Linked DNA regions of Callithrix jacchus: region 2 is linked to region 1. Evidence: chromatin contacts called from public Hi-C data. All regions are on one chromosome and are shown on one strand. The core of a region is the stretch at or near the end of the contact, and the rest is flanking DNA. Distances in the headings are between cores, read along the strand shown.

Region 1 (6,943 bases), core at 2,343-4,842:
ACTGTATTTACCTCCAATTCATTAGGAATATGGAGTCCTCTATGTGCCTACAGCTATGTCCCATTGAAAGGAAGCTGTGATCCCTGACAGGAGTCTGGGGTCAGAGTCACAATGGCCCCATAAGAACATTTAATGCCTTGTACAGCTGAGAGGCCTGGGCTGAGGGAGAACTTGATAAAGAATATGTTCTTGATGGGCACGGTGGCTCATGCCTGTAATCCCAGCACTTTGGGAGGCTGAGGTGGGCAGATCACGAGGTCAGGAGATTGAGACCATCCTGGCCAACACAGTGAAACCCCATCTCTACTAAAAATACAAAAAATTAGCTGGGCACAGTGGCACTTACCTGTAGTGCCAGCTACTCGGGAGGCTGAGGCAGGAGAATTGCTCAAACCCAGGAGGCGGAGGTTGCAGTGAGCTGAGATTGCGCCATTGCACTCCAGCCTGGGCAACAGAGCAAGACTCCATCTCAAAAAAAAAAAAAAAAAAACATTCTTTACCAGCCATGGTGGCTCACACCTGTAATCCCAGCACTTTAGGAGGCCAAGGTGGGTGGATCACCTGAGGTCAGGAATTCGAGACCAGCCTGGCCAACATAGTGAAAACTTGTCTCTACTAAAAAGACGAAAATTAACTTAATGTGGTGGCAGGTGTCTGTAATCTCAGCTACTCAGGAGGTTGAGTCCTCACTTGAACCTGGGAGGCAGAGATTGCAGTGAGCTGAGATCGTGCCATTGCACTCCAGACTGGGAGACAAGAGCAAGACTCTGTCTCAAAAAAAAAAAAGTTTCCTGTGCCTTGTCCTCTTTTTGACCAGCAGCGCATATTCACTTCTAGATCTGAAATGAAAGTGCCAAAAGAGGTTGACATAATCTTACGATCATCAATTGAGCAGGTCCAGTGGCTCTGGCTGCCTTTTCCTGAAGACCTGGGGATATTTTGCAGGGAGGTTGCAAAGGGCTCCCAGGTGTGGGGATAGACATATGCAGGTCTTTGCAGAACTCCCAAGGGCTTTCTCTAGAGAGGTGCAGAGCTGAGTCAGCTGGTGTGCTGTGTTGGTCGTGCTCACTGAGGCCCCCTCCTCACAGGGCTGAAGACCAGACTGGTGTTCGGTAACTGGGAGCTGCTGAAGCCAGCTCCGACTCATTGATAGGAGGAGTACCAGCCACTGACCATAAGTATCTAGGTGACACGGGTGCATGGAACTGCACATGTGAAACAAAAATTAAGAGAAAGATGCAGAACAGTGAGCAACATGGATTACAATGACGAATCTTTTTGAAGCTTCAATTCCAGTTTCACTTCCTCCAGGAAGCCCTCCCTGGCTCCCGAGCCTGGATGAGGTGTCTCCCCCGCTCACCCCCATCACATCATTCTATATAATCTACTTTTAGGTTGGTCTCCTTTAGCACTGAACTGAAGGGAAAGCAGTTTCTGTGGCAATCTTGTTATGTGGGTACTGAGCTGATGATGTTTCCCAATCTGAGCCATGTGAGGACCAGAAGAGAATTTAAGGGAATTGACCAGAATGTATGAATTTATTCCACTAGGTTTACCGAAGTCTTGCTTGTCTTACTCTTTGCTTTTTAAAATTGTTTTGAGTTTTTGAGACAGCGTCTTGCTGTCGCCCAGGCTGGAGTGCAGTGGTGTGATGATGACTCACTGCAGCCTCAACCTCCTGGGCTCAAGCCATCCTTCCACCTCAGCCTCCCAGGTAGCTAGGACCATAGGTGTGCACCACCATGCCCAGCTAATTTTACTTTTTCTTTTATTGGTAGAGATGCAGTTTTACTGTTGCCCAGGCTGGTCTGAAGTTCCTGGCCTCAAATGATTCTTCTGCCTTGATCTCCCAAAGCAGGATTACAGGAGTGAGCCACCCAGGGAAGGTTTTGATGCAGGCACATGATCTCTCCAGCCTAAGGATGAGTCTATATTTTTCTTGTGGGAGCTCTGCCTTGCCACACCACTTTGATTTTTCACAGTGCACTCAGAGGTGCTGTGAATTCCAGAATGTCAAAGCCAAAGAGATATTTGCCGATACCCAGTTCCCAGTGATTCTCGATCTTTTTTCTGCCTCCTTTCTGAGGGTCCTTGGAACCTTCCCTGAAACTCTCTGGGCTATAAATGTGGACAGCAGACTTCCACGGTTGTTGTGGGAGACGGATGTACTATCTGCACAGTAGCTGCCGCAAACAAGATGCTCAATAAAGCTGGCTGCTGGCCAGGTGCGGTAGCTCACACCTGTGATCCCCACACTTTAGGGGGCTGAAGAGGGTAGATTGGCCTGACCAACATGGGGAAACCCCATCTCTACTAAAAATACAAAAATTAGCTGGGTGTGGTGGTGCACACCTGTAATCCCAACTGCTCAGGGGGCTAAGACAGGAGAATCGCTTGAACCCGGGAGGCGGAGGTTGCAGTGAGCCGAGATTGCACCACTGCACTCCAGCCTGGGCGACTCCATCTCAAAAAAAAGAAGCTGGCTGATTTTGCTCCTTACATCATTTATCAAGCATCTGAGCGCCTACTGCATACCTGGCCCAAATGATTCCCTTAGGCAATTCTCTGGTCCTGAACTTCTGTCCTAGTCCACTCCACACTGCAGTTTAAAGCTATCTGGGAAGCCAGGAGCAGTGGCTCATGCCTATAACCCCAGCACTTTGGGAGGCCAAGGCAGGTGGACCACTTGAGGTCAGGAGTTTGAGACCAGCCTGGCCAACATGGTGAAACCGTCTCTACCAAAAATACAAAAATTAGCCAGGTGTGGTGGTGGGTGCCTGTAGTACCAGCTACTCAGGAGGCTGAGGCAGGAGAATTGCTTGAACTCAGGAGGCAGAGGTTGCAGTGAGCCAAGATTGTGCCACTGCACTCCAGCCTGGCCATAGAGTAAGACTATGTCTCAAAAAAAAAAAAAAGGGAAAAAGAAAAAAAAAAGCTGTCTGGTGAAAGCTTGTTCTTGGACCTGAGCAGTCCCTCCCCACGGGACCCCTCTATCACCTACAGCCATGCACAATCCAAAAGATTTGACAAAGTACCTCCCACCCCAGCAGATACAGGTGTCCCTGACTTAGAACTCCACATCTATCAGATCCTTTTATTTATTTTCTGAGATATTTTCTGAAATTTATTTATTTTCTGACAGATCTTGTTCTGTCACCCAGGTTGTAGTGCAATGGTGCAATCTTGAATCACTGCAACCTCGCCTGGCAAGTTCAAGCAGTTCTCCTGCCTCAGCCTCCTGAGTAACTGGGATTACAGTCATCCACCACCAAACCCGGCTAATTTTTCTATTTTTAGTAGAGACGGGGTTTCACCATGTTGGCCAGGCTGGTCTTCAACTCCTGACCTCAGGTGATCCACCCGCCTTGGCCTCCCAAAGTACTGGGATTACAGATGTGAACCACCGGACCCCGCTAGTTCCTTTTAAAGATGAGAAAACTGGACCCATGTGACTTCAGTCTCCCTTGGGTTCACTGATGCCAGGGTTGCAGTTGGAATCACACTCGAGATCATAGGGAAGGCATGGTCCCCTGCCTTCCTGGAAGAGCCCCCTCCAGAAAGGGCAAAGGCAGGCCTTGGAACCCAGCTGGGCACACGCTGCAGCATAAGTGCAGGGAAGTGTGGGCACCTCTGGCAGCCCCACGTGGAAGATTGAGAGCAGGCAGGCTTCGGATGAGCCAGGGAAGGATGGCTGCTGGGCCACTTGTATAGAGCGCCACTTGTCACTGCCAGTGAAATGCTGCCGGAGCCGGGGTCAGCTGGCCTCCGTGTGTACACAGGGACACAGACCTGTCCCTTACCCCTTAGCATGCCTAACATTCCTCAGAATAGCTAGCACTGGCCAGATCTGTCTCCAGAGGACAGAGTAGCTCAGGCCCTGGATACAAGTGCCAGATGGGGAGGAACAGGAGCGACACCTTGGGGACAGAGGTCAAAGTGCACAAGTTTATTTTCTAGAACAAAGGCTAAAGAAGCAAGTTTCTTTCATTTTATTTTAAGAAGGACAAAAATTGTTATTAAAACATCTACATTATTATCAAGATACTAGACCTTATGAATATTTAATATTAAAGTGTGGTATTCTTAAATTTTTAATACACAGACATTTTAAAGGACCATTAAATTGATTACTGCCCGGCTGAGAAATGCAGCATCCCTCCCCACCCACCCCCGGCCCCATGCTTGCCATGCCATCTTGTCCCTGCCTGCTAGGGGTAAACACAGGTCCTGGATTCCGCCCTCTGAGCCTCCCAGCTGGGGGCCCTAGAAGGCTCACAACTGAAATAGTTACCCTCATCATTAAAAGTGTCTTCTTGTCTGCTCCCCACCATATTATACTCTGCCTCCCACTCTCCCTTTCTTACCCTGTGGGGTCTTCAGCTCTGGCCAGGCCAGGGAGCCCCAGATCCCAAGGGTCCCTGGACAGATCACAGGCTGAAGATTAAAACTCTGGTCTTGAATCCTGTTCCTTTTGGCGGGGAGAAATACAAATCACTTTCTTTCCCTGAGCACTCCCACTGTCTGCACTCGATGGGGGTGGTCTGGGAAGCTGGCAGAGTTGGGCCTGGGGAGGTTGGCTCCTGCCCCTGGCTGCCCGAATCACCTCTGAGCCACGGCTCCAGTCCCTGTCGCCTTGCAAATAGTACGATGACCCCCAAAACCCTCCTAATCACACAAGGATGGCTGCATTTTCTGGCCAAATTCTTTATCTTTAGCCCTCATAAAAGTGATTCCTTGGATACCACACACATATATAATATTATATAGAGCGATATATTTAATACCTGTGTATATATGCATCATGGGGGCGACATATATACACACTAGAAACAAGGCTGGTGACGACAGACTGCAACACCACGGATCAGGGAAAACGAGTATCATCGATATCACAGCCACGACCCCCACCTTGGGTGTGGTCTCCCCTCTCCTCCAGCCATACCACCAGCACCCAAACTGCAGTGGCCTGCTGGGGTAGGAGGCGGGGCAGGGAAGAGGAAAGGGTGCATGCTACGATTATCAGGAAAGGTCGGGCAGTGGCGGTGAGAGGAACAGCATCCCGTCCAGCCCTGGGCAGCCCATCACTGTCAGCGCGCACTGGCAATCCTTGCTTGAGAATGGGATGGTCCCTTTTCTCCTCCTCACCCCTCCACAGCCTAATCCCTGGTTCCTTCCGGGGCTGCCCCACTCCTGTGCCAATGATGTGGGGCATTCTGGAATGTCTGGGGAACCAGGGGAGGCTGGATCTGCCCATGGAGGGTGGGTTGGAGAGGATGGGGTGCACACAGACATGTCAGACGAGAGGGACAAGAGAGGCCTTGCTGGGTGGGGGCAGGAACTGGGGGTCCACTGGAGTCCCAGGCAGCTGGTAGGGCCAGGGATCAGGGAGGGGCTAGGACAGATGGTTTTAACTGTGTATCTGAGTCTAGAGGAGAGGACATGCCTGGTCCCCAAGAAAGAGGGGTGTGTCCCATCCTGGAGTGGCCCATGGTGCCCGAGGTCAAGCCTCCCTTTTCTCCACATCCCCCAGACCCTCACCCTTCCCACCTCCCACGTCTCATGCAGATCCTGAGCTCATGGTGTCCTGCCCTCTGCCACCTTTCCCAGAGTGCACGTGGAGAGGCGACCTCTGCTGCTGTACCCCAAGAGACCATCCTCGGGAGGGAGTAGTCCCTTCAAGGGGTGCTCACATGGCCAGCCCTCCTCTGGGCCTCCCTTCCCCAGCCCCCAGGCAGCGCTGCCTGGGACCCCAGCACACTGATTCAGAGACCGCCACATCCCTGGTGAGGGGACAGTGGGCTCAGCCAATAATTGGCCCTGAGTCTTTTGAGCCCTGTTTTCATCCCAGCTCTACTTTGTGCTGGGAACCTGGGCAGACCACTCCTCCCTTCTAGGCCTCAGTTTTCCTCTCTGCAAAATAGGGTTTGGGCTGGATCATCTCTGAAGGCTCTGAGGACCTACAATCTATAGTCACTGGCCCATGAGGGAGTAGGGTTCAGGTGGTGGCCTCAAAGGGCCGAGACTCCTTAGGTTCCAAAGATCATCTAGACCAGCTCCTTCCATCCTTCCAGAGGGGAAGCTGAGGCTCCAGAGGGTAAGTGACCAGTACAGTGTTCCCAGCTTCTTCCTGGGGCTACATTTTAAAGCTAATGGGGCCTCTGCCCTCTGTTATGTCCTGATTTGCCCCCGGGGGGGTGGTGGAGTGAGGATGGGGCAGGGAGAAGGACCCTACTCTTGCAGATTCAAGTGGGGACCCCAGGCTCCCCAGCCCTGAGCTTTGGGCCCCATTAGGAGCAGACAGAAGTTAAAGCTGGAGGCTGAAGCTGGAGGGGTCAGCCAGGCCCCTCCCTCCTCAACCAGGAGAGCCGTGGGGGTAGGGGAAGGGCTGCCCAGGTTCCAGAGGGATGAGGACCCTGGGGCCTCCAGGGGTTGCAGCATGTGCACCTGGGTACGCACACCCGGGGTGGTGGTGGGGAAAAGATGGACGGGGCCCCAGGGGGCTGGGGGCTGCCTGATAAGGGCGGCCTCCCCACCCCCCCACTGGCCAGCCCTGACCCTTCTATCAGGCCTTCTGTCACCACCCCACCCCCTGGCCCCAGGACTTTGCCCATGGCCGACACCTGGCCCTACTCCCCAGTGGTGGCGGCAGCAGCAGCAGGGGCTTCTGGGGTGGCAATGGCAGGGTCCACGTCCTCTTGAAGCAGGAAGTTGTATTTGCCAAAGTCGTCGTCCCGTGGACACAGCAGCATGTCCTTGCGAGCCTTGGCCAGCTTCTGCTTCAGCACCTCGCGCCGGTCCAGCCACTCGTTGAGCTCCTCCTGTCCATGGGCGCAGCGGCACTTGTCCCCATCTGGGCAGGCTTTGCCCTTTTGGAGCCTGTGGGTGGCAGGAGGCTCACTGCCCGTGCTCTGTGCCCTTCCCACCCCAGCCTGTGAATCTTGGG
Region 2 (7,226 bases), core at 430-2,929, 150 kb before region 1:
CAGCTGAAGAAACATGTAAGGAACAAAAAAAGAGAGGAGGGAAGAAACCTTCAAGTGGGACAGCCACGTTCACTGCCTCACCACATCCCCACAGAGAGGCCAGTGACTGTTCTCGTGGCTGAAACGTCATCACAGGGAAGACCTGAGCAGGGGCTCTGCACACACCAGCTCCCAGGCTCCCTCCACCTCTGCAAGGGTGGGCTCAGCTCTGTTCTGCAGATGAAGGAGCTGAAGCTCAGAAGTGACATGCTGTGCTAAAGGTCACACAGCTAGCAGAGGGCAGAGGCTTGGAATGGATCAAGGTTACCAGCTTCCCAAGTCCATCATTGCCCATACGATGTTGTTTTTGGAATCTTACGACAAGAAAGGACTTACAGCCAGATGTCATAATAATCAGTAAATGTGAGGCACTCAGCTCTGTGCCCAGCATGCAGTAAACCTCCATCAATGTTAGTTACACGAACTCATTCAATTCTCAGAACTGCTGTAGGTTTCACACATGAGGAAGCAAGGCCCGCAGAGGTTGGTGCTGACCAAGGTCACACAGCTTAAGTGGCAAAGCTGAGGTGTGAACTCCTGCAGTCGGGACCCCCTAGCCGGCCCTTCCTCTGGCTCAGCAAACACCTGCTCTGATCTGTGGGTCTCAGGGTGCCCAATGCTGCTGGGCTTCGCCCTCTGAACTCTGATAACAAAACCTCTTCAGGGTGAAACCCTGGCTTCTGCTAAAGCCGAGCTGGTGGCAAACTGACGTCGGCTTCTGTTTCAGCAGCCAGAGCCACCTCTGCTCTCTCTGTGGCTGTGGTCTCTCCCCTCCCCATCCCTTGCTCCAGCCTGCCTCAGGAAGCAGTTTGCAAGAACACTGGGGACCAAGGGCCCACGAGCCCTGCTGAGTTTTTTTTTTTTTCCTGAGACATTCTTGCTGTCACCCAGGCTGGAGTACAGTGGTGTAATCTCGGCTGGCTGCAACCTCTTTCTCCCAGGTTCAAGCAATTCTTCCGCATCAGCCTCCTGAGTAGCTGGAATTACAGGCACATGCCACCAGGCCCAGCTATTTTTTGTATATATATTTTTTTAGTAGAGACAGGGTTTCACCATGTTGGACAGGCTGGTCTCAAACTCCTTACCTCAAGTGACCCACCTGCCTTGGCCTCCTAAAGTGCTGGGATCACAGGTGTGAACCACCACCCAGCCCTCAATGAGTATTTAGGCAGGACCCACCCTATTCCCCTCTATTCTCAGAAACTCCTTGAACTCAATCATCTTCTCACCTCACTGAGGTTAATTTCAATCAGTTGGTCATAATGGCAGCCAGGATCAGGCACCAAGTGATCCTTGAATTCATCAGCTAGATTGGCAATGTCTGAAATCAACAAGGGATGAGGATGGAGCACGTGAAACAGAAACTGGTCTAGAGAGTTCACCTGCCACCCACCTGAGCACCTGCCAAACACCAGGCCCTGGGCACTAACTAGGCCAGTGAAGAAACCAAGGCTGCTGTCCCTGCCCTTAAAGAGCTCACAGCCTAGTGCAGGAGCTGTCAGGGACAGAGAGACACAGAGGAGCACCAGCTAAGGTTCAGAGCTGGGGAGGGTGTCGTGTAAGTGAAGAGTTTGACGGTTTTGAAGAAGCCGTCACTCAATAAGGAAAGGGAAGGGCCTTCCAAGTACTCCTCAGGCTTATGGCTCTCCCCATGGCCCCTAATCTCTGGCTCCTCGTTCACTCCCCCCACGCACCTCCCTTCACAGGTGCCAATACCCTCTGAGCTCCAAATAAGCCAAGCTAGAGCCTCAGGAAAGTGTCAGTGGAGGCTGGGAAGGTGGTTCTCCTTCCACATATCCCCCTGCTAGGTCAGGAATTACCAACAAAAGTGATCCCTGTCATTCCTGTAGCTTCCTGTAGGGGGCAGCAGGGACCAGGCCAAGAAGGGCAGGCATTCAGCCACCTTCCAGGGAAAATGAATTCCCATCCTGAGGTGGGGCTATCTTGAACTCAGATGCCAGGCCCTTTGAGAAGCTGAAGAGCGCTCCAAACACCCTACTCAGAAACATATCATACATCTTCAAAGGTTTCTCAGAGCCTCGGAAGCCTGTCTGAAGACAATGGCTCTGCAAGTGTCCCTCCAGGGAAAGGCATAGCTCAGTCTTGGGGAGGAGTGGCAGGTGACTGTTCCACCCACTCGGGCCTGCCCCTGCCAGCTCACCTGCCCGGCCGGTCTTGCTCAGGTACTTCTTCATCCTGTGGTTGTAAGGGAACACAGAAGTGGTGGCCCCAATTTCTGCGCCCATGTTGCAGATTGTCGCCATGCCTGTGAAGCAACCAAGCCCTAGGCATTGGCTGGTGGCCAGGCCAGGGTCCCATGCACCTGCTGTGCCCAGTTGCTACTCTGTTTGGCTCAGAGAGATTCAAGATCATGCCGTAAAGCAAATGAAGGTAGATGCTGGCATTCGGGTCTGTCTGCCTAGTGTCCTGCCCTCCTTCAGCCACACCATGGTGGAGACATTTTTCTGTCTTAGGTTTTCCAGCGATGGAGGCCAAGGCAGGCAGATCACCTGAGGTCAGGAGTTTGAGACCAGCCTGGCCAACATGCTGAAACCCCATCTTTACTTTAAAAAAAAAAAAAACCCAGGCATTGTGGTATGTACCTATAATCTCAGCTACTCAGGAGGCTGAGGCCAGAAAATTACTTGAATACAGGAGGCAGAGGTCTGCAGTGAGCCAAGATTGCACCACTGCACTCCAGCCTGGGAAAGAGTAAGGACTGTCTCAAAAAAAAAATCCAACAATATACACTGTCTGGACCACAAAGATCACAGAACTGGTAGGGCTTACAGGTACCCCAACTGCTACCAGGCCACCTACCTCAGGAGCCGCTGGGATGGAGGGATGGGCCTGTTACCAACTTCCCAAATGAGCAGCCTTGTGGCAGGAATTAACCCCCATCGCTGGAGGGGAATCAGAGTTCTGCGGGGCTGCCGTGGAGCCCAGGCAGGCATCTGGGAGGTCTGGAGTGTTCCAAATCTCCCTGGATTTCTGAGTGCCCCGGCATCGAGGCCAGGTCACCAGGAGTGACCGGTAGGGAGGGGCCGGCACCTACGTGGTCTTGGAGACTGACAGGGGCCAGCGCCTACCTGGTCTTGGAGACTGACAGGCACTGATCTCTAATCCAAGGGAAGTGAGTGAGGCTCAAACTTCAGCCAAGGGAGGATGTAGGCCTGAGGCTGCTTCGTGAGTGAAGCCCTGGCTCTGCCCATTTCCACACTGCTCTGTCCTCTCTGGATTCGTCTGGAGCACCCAAGGTGGCCTAGTGCTTTGGCCTGGGCCCAGCAGCAGGAGCTGACTTGGCTCCTACCTCTGTATGGCCACAGGAAGACACTGGCAGCCTTGATGAGGGTCTCAATATCTTAACCTGTTTAATGAAGGTGTGGACTAGACAATCTCTAACACTGTCTCCAATTTCCTTCTACCTCTGTCTATCCCAAGCCCCCAAATGGAACAAACAGATTCTCAGGTGAGGGCCATTCACTGCTTCTACTCCCAACTGGAGACCCATCAGGCCCAACACAGGACACAGGCCATGTCGCCTGACCGCCTTCCTCACCAGTGCAGGAGATGGAGTCTACGCCAGGCCCATGGTATTCCACGATTGCACCTGTGCCACCTTTCACTGTGAGGATGCCTGCCACCTTCAGGATCACATCTTTTGGTGAGGTCCAACCAGAGAGGGAGCCTGTCAGCTTCACACCAATCACCTGGACAGGAGGGGGTGAGGCAGCTTTAAGAGGCCATGTGTGCCTGTGCCAGCCACAAAGTCAGGATGGACCTGCTGGCATTCCCAGTTCTGCTTACTGGTCCCTGCCTCCCTCCCAGAAGATTCAAGTCTGACTTGTTCCCGTTTCCCTCCTGGGTTCCACCATCTCCTGTACATACCCGCCAACCACCACCCCGCAGCCAGCCCAGAATGAGTCCATCCCCACCCTCACCTTGGGGCACTTTAGCTCCCAGGGGATCCCAGCCATGACGTCCACAGCATCGGCACCCCCAACTCCAATGCAGATGCCCCCCAGGCCGCCACCGTTGGGGGTGTGGGAGTCAGTGCCAATCAGAAGAACCCCAGGGTATGCATAGTTTTCCAGAATAATCTGAAAAATAATCCAAGATGTTAAATTTAGAAGCCCTTAGCCGAGAATGGAGATGGGGCCCAAAAAGAGTCTACGAAATGGCCCCACTGACCCTGGGCCTCCCACCCACGTCTAGCCACTCTCCTGGGATAGAACTGGTGGGAGCAGCCCCGTTTAGTCCAGGCTGTCTCCAGCGTGACCAAGAAGAACCAGAGCCTGGGGGGACAGGTGGCCTGCACTCCTGAATAGCTCTGGTAGTTCCTGCTCTATGGCTTGGGCCTGTGAGTGCCACCCTGTGCCTCAGTTTCCTCATTTGTAGCACCGTAACCACCCATATCACCATGACCCCAAGATGTGACAAGAACCAGAGAAACTGTGTCCTGTGATGGGCCTGGGCCCTGCCTCATCCTGGCTGTGGAGTGTTCCCACCTCATCTGGGTGGGCGATTCTTCCAGGAGCTGACTCCAGCCCCACAGGCCCCTGAGGAAGAAGCCCTGGGGCCCTAACAGGTGCACAAAGCTATGAACTTCTCCTCAACTGCAAAGAATAGGTGATGCCTTATCCACTTGGCATCTGGAGGTGGCTCTGAGAACCCATGTGACCTGCTCACGGCACGACGCTGCCTTGCCTCATCACCTGTCCCATTTCACAGTATTCCCTTTACTGAGATGTTCCTCCCAACTGGAAGGGGCACTTCCCCCAAAACATCTGCTAAGAAAGGCAGCAGAGGTATATGATCAACACCTGAGTGCAGCCCAGGCACCTCTGAGGTGCCAGCCCCCTGAAGCTGCAGGACACTGCCCGGTAAGCCCCGGCCAGGCATCCTGTGTGGGGGTCTGAGGTCTGGCCCCAACACCTACTAGTTGTTGTGGGACCTTAGACGAGTCACTTCACCTCTCCGAGCTCAGTTTCCTTATAAAAAAAAAAATAGCTAACAATCATGCTCACGTCACTGGATCACTGTGATGGCTGGATGAAATCCTGTCCATGAGCTGGGGAGTCGTGCCTGGGCAAGGCGACATTTTTATTGATTGTTGTGCAGCAAGAGCCTTCACCTGAGGTTCTGCTGCTCGTCTGCCAGATGAAATTAGTGACCCAACCATGTATGTGGGGAAGAACATGGAAGATGAGAGGTGTGATGGGCTCTGTGAACTCTCAGCACCCACCAGTGCTCCCAGGAATCTTATGGAAACCCCAGAGCCTCTGCCTCAGGCTGAGCATCTGCCCAGAAGACTCTAAGGTGCAAAAGGTCTTGTCTCCTGGGGATGCAGTGGGAAGGCGTGGCTGGGAAGAACCGGTCAAGGCTGCCATGTACAAGGATTTAAGACGAGTATATCCCTCAAGAGCCTCAAGGTTGTAAAAGCTGGATCCATGAAGGTGGGACACACAAAATTCGAGGTGATCTACACAGTGTAGACACGTGTGGTCCACATCCAGGGGAGAGGTCAGGTAGACATAAGAACTGCCGAAGGTGTCAAGATGACACTGGCCATGACAGTGACCTCCCCGGTCTGTGGGTGTGCTGGACAGATGGGGGTGAGGGCTGGGAAGGACTAACGCCTAGAACATACACCTGGAAATTCAGCCTCTGTCCACACAACACACACGCATATTAAGGACCTATTCTGTACCGACGGGGCCCCACACTCAGAGATAGAGAGGAATACGTAAGCCACAGTCCCTGTCCCCACAGAGCACACAATTCAGTGCCGAAAGCATTTGGCACATTCTGGGAACATAATGTGAAGAAATCCCACAGAGTATCCCACTAGAAGTACCAGGCACGGAGGGCTGGGGAGGCTCCACAGAGGAACCAGAGAGCTGTGATGTGGAAGAGGAAGGTCTGTGGGCCAAGTGGGGCCAGGGCACTCCTCGGAGGGAAAGGGGTTCAGGTTTGGATTGGACCTGAGGCCTGAGGCTGCTGATGACCGCTGCAAAGTACTCCCATGGTCCCTAGACATTTTCTTTTCTTTTCTTTTTTTTGTTTGAGACGGAGTTTCACTCATTACCCAGGCTGGAGTGCAATGGCGTGATCTCAGCTCACCGCAACCTCTGCCTCCTGGGTTCAGGCAATTCTCCTGCCTCAGCCTCCTGAGTAGCTGGGATTACAGGCACGCGCCACCATGCCCAGCTAAATTTTTGTATTTTTAGTAGAGATGGAGTTTCACCATGTTGACCAGGATGGTCTCGATCTCTTGACCTCGTGATCCGCCCGCCTCGGCCTCCCAAAGAGCTGGGATTATGGGCTTGAGCCACCACACCTGGCCGGGCATTTTCTTTCTAAGGAAACAAACACATCAGGCTGTATGCTTAGCAACTAGCCAGTGGCAGATGTGAGCTGCCATCACTCATGGCTCCAAACTTTGGCCCAGGAGCTGCCATAAAGGCCTGGGCATTTGTACCAAGGTAGAGAGGGAGACACCCACATTGTGGTGCCCTTCCTAACAGAAGGCCAACACAGGGTCCGCCTGACTCCCTAACCCTGCTGTAGAGAGGGGCTTTCTAGTCCCCACAGGCCACTGCAACCAGCCATTCCCAGGCAGCCCTTCCTGGCAAGCATGGCGGTTGGGCAGGGCAGAGCGGTGATGCCCTGCTAGCTCTGGTTTCAGAGGGGATGGTGCTGGGAGCCCAGGCGGGTCAGCTTACAGCCTGACTCAGCACATCCTGAGGAGGCCCGGCAGTGAGGACTGGGATGGAGGTGGGGAGAAGGGTCACCTTGCAAAGGTGCAGAGGCAGGTTTCATACATGCAGGTCGAATGCAAATGGACATATAAACCAGGTCAGTGGTCCTGACACGCCCTTGGAAGAAAGGGAAGCCCCCACCTCCCCAGGATATACATGTTCACTGGCACTTCCAGAGAGGAAATTGTCCACCAAAGGAAAATCCATCCTTGGGATGCCTCAGAAGAGCCCCTGGATGACATGGTCACATGACCTCCGCCCTACAGAACGCCATGAAGGAGCCAAAAAGAATCTGAGGAGTGCCATGTGCAGAAGTGGAAAGAGCTGTGGGGGCGAGGGAAGCAGCAGAGCAGCGGGGTGGTATCCAGCCCATCCCTCCTCCCCATGATCCTGGCTCCACAGTTCACCAGCTGTGCCTCAGTTTCC

The links. Hi-C and Micro-C count contacts between places; a contact is called where the count stands out from the background.
Region 2: a Hi-C map of skeletal muscle shows a contact between it and region 1, with 8 times the contacts expected there. The contact joins two enhancer-like sites. A contact is called at or near these places in 2 of 3 Hi-C or Micro-C datasets (both in skeletal muscle).

What each region holds. Positions count from the first base shown.
Region 1 is chr1:192,166,475-192,173,417 of calJac240_pri, reverse strand. ZC3H7B (zinc finger CCCH-type containing 7B) reads right to left here. Exons shown (of 23, transcript XM_054239294.2): 23 at 3,975-6,876. The coding sequence ends at 6,627. Among named protein-coding and RNA genes, the nearest start is that of TEF, 6.7 kb to the left of the region's middle. Within about 2 kb of position 3,592, at least 5 of the 16 cell types and tissues checked have an H3K27ac peak or open chromatin away from gene starts, as enhancers often do. A contact at or near this core is called in skeletal muscle, where this site is marked.
Region 2 is chr1:192,314,979-192,322,204 of calJac240_pri, reverse strand. It overlaps ACO2 (aconitase 2), which reads right to left. Exons shown (of 18, transcript XM_078335044.1): 5 at 3,981-4,139; 6 at 3,599-3,749; 7 at 2,201-2,305; 8 at 1,269-1,360; 9 at 1-3. Among named protein-coding and RNA genes, the nearest start is that of POLR3H, 38 kb to the left of the region's middle. Within about 2 kb of position 1,679, at least 5 of the 16 cell types and tissues checked have an H3K27ac peak or open chromatin away from gene starts, as enhancers often do. A contact at or near this core is called in skeletal muscle, where this site is marked.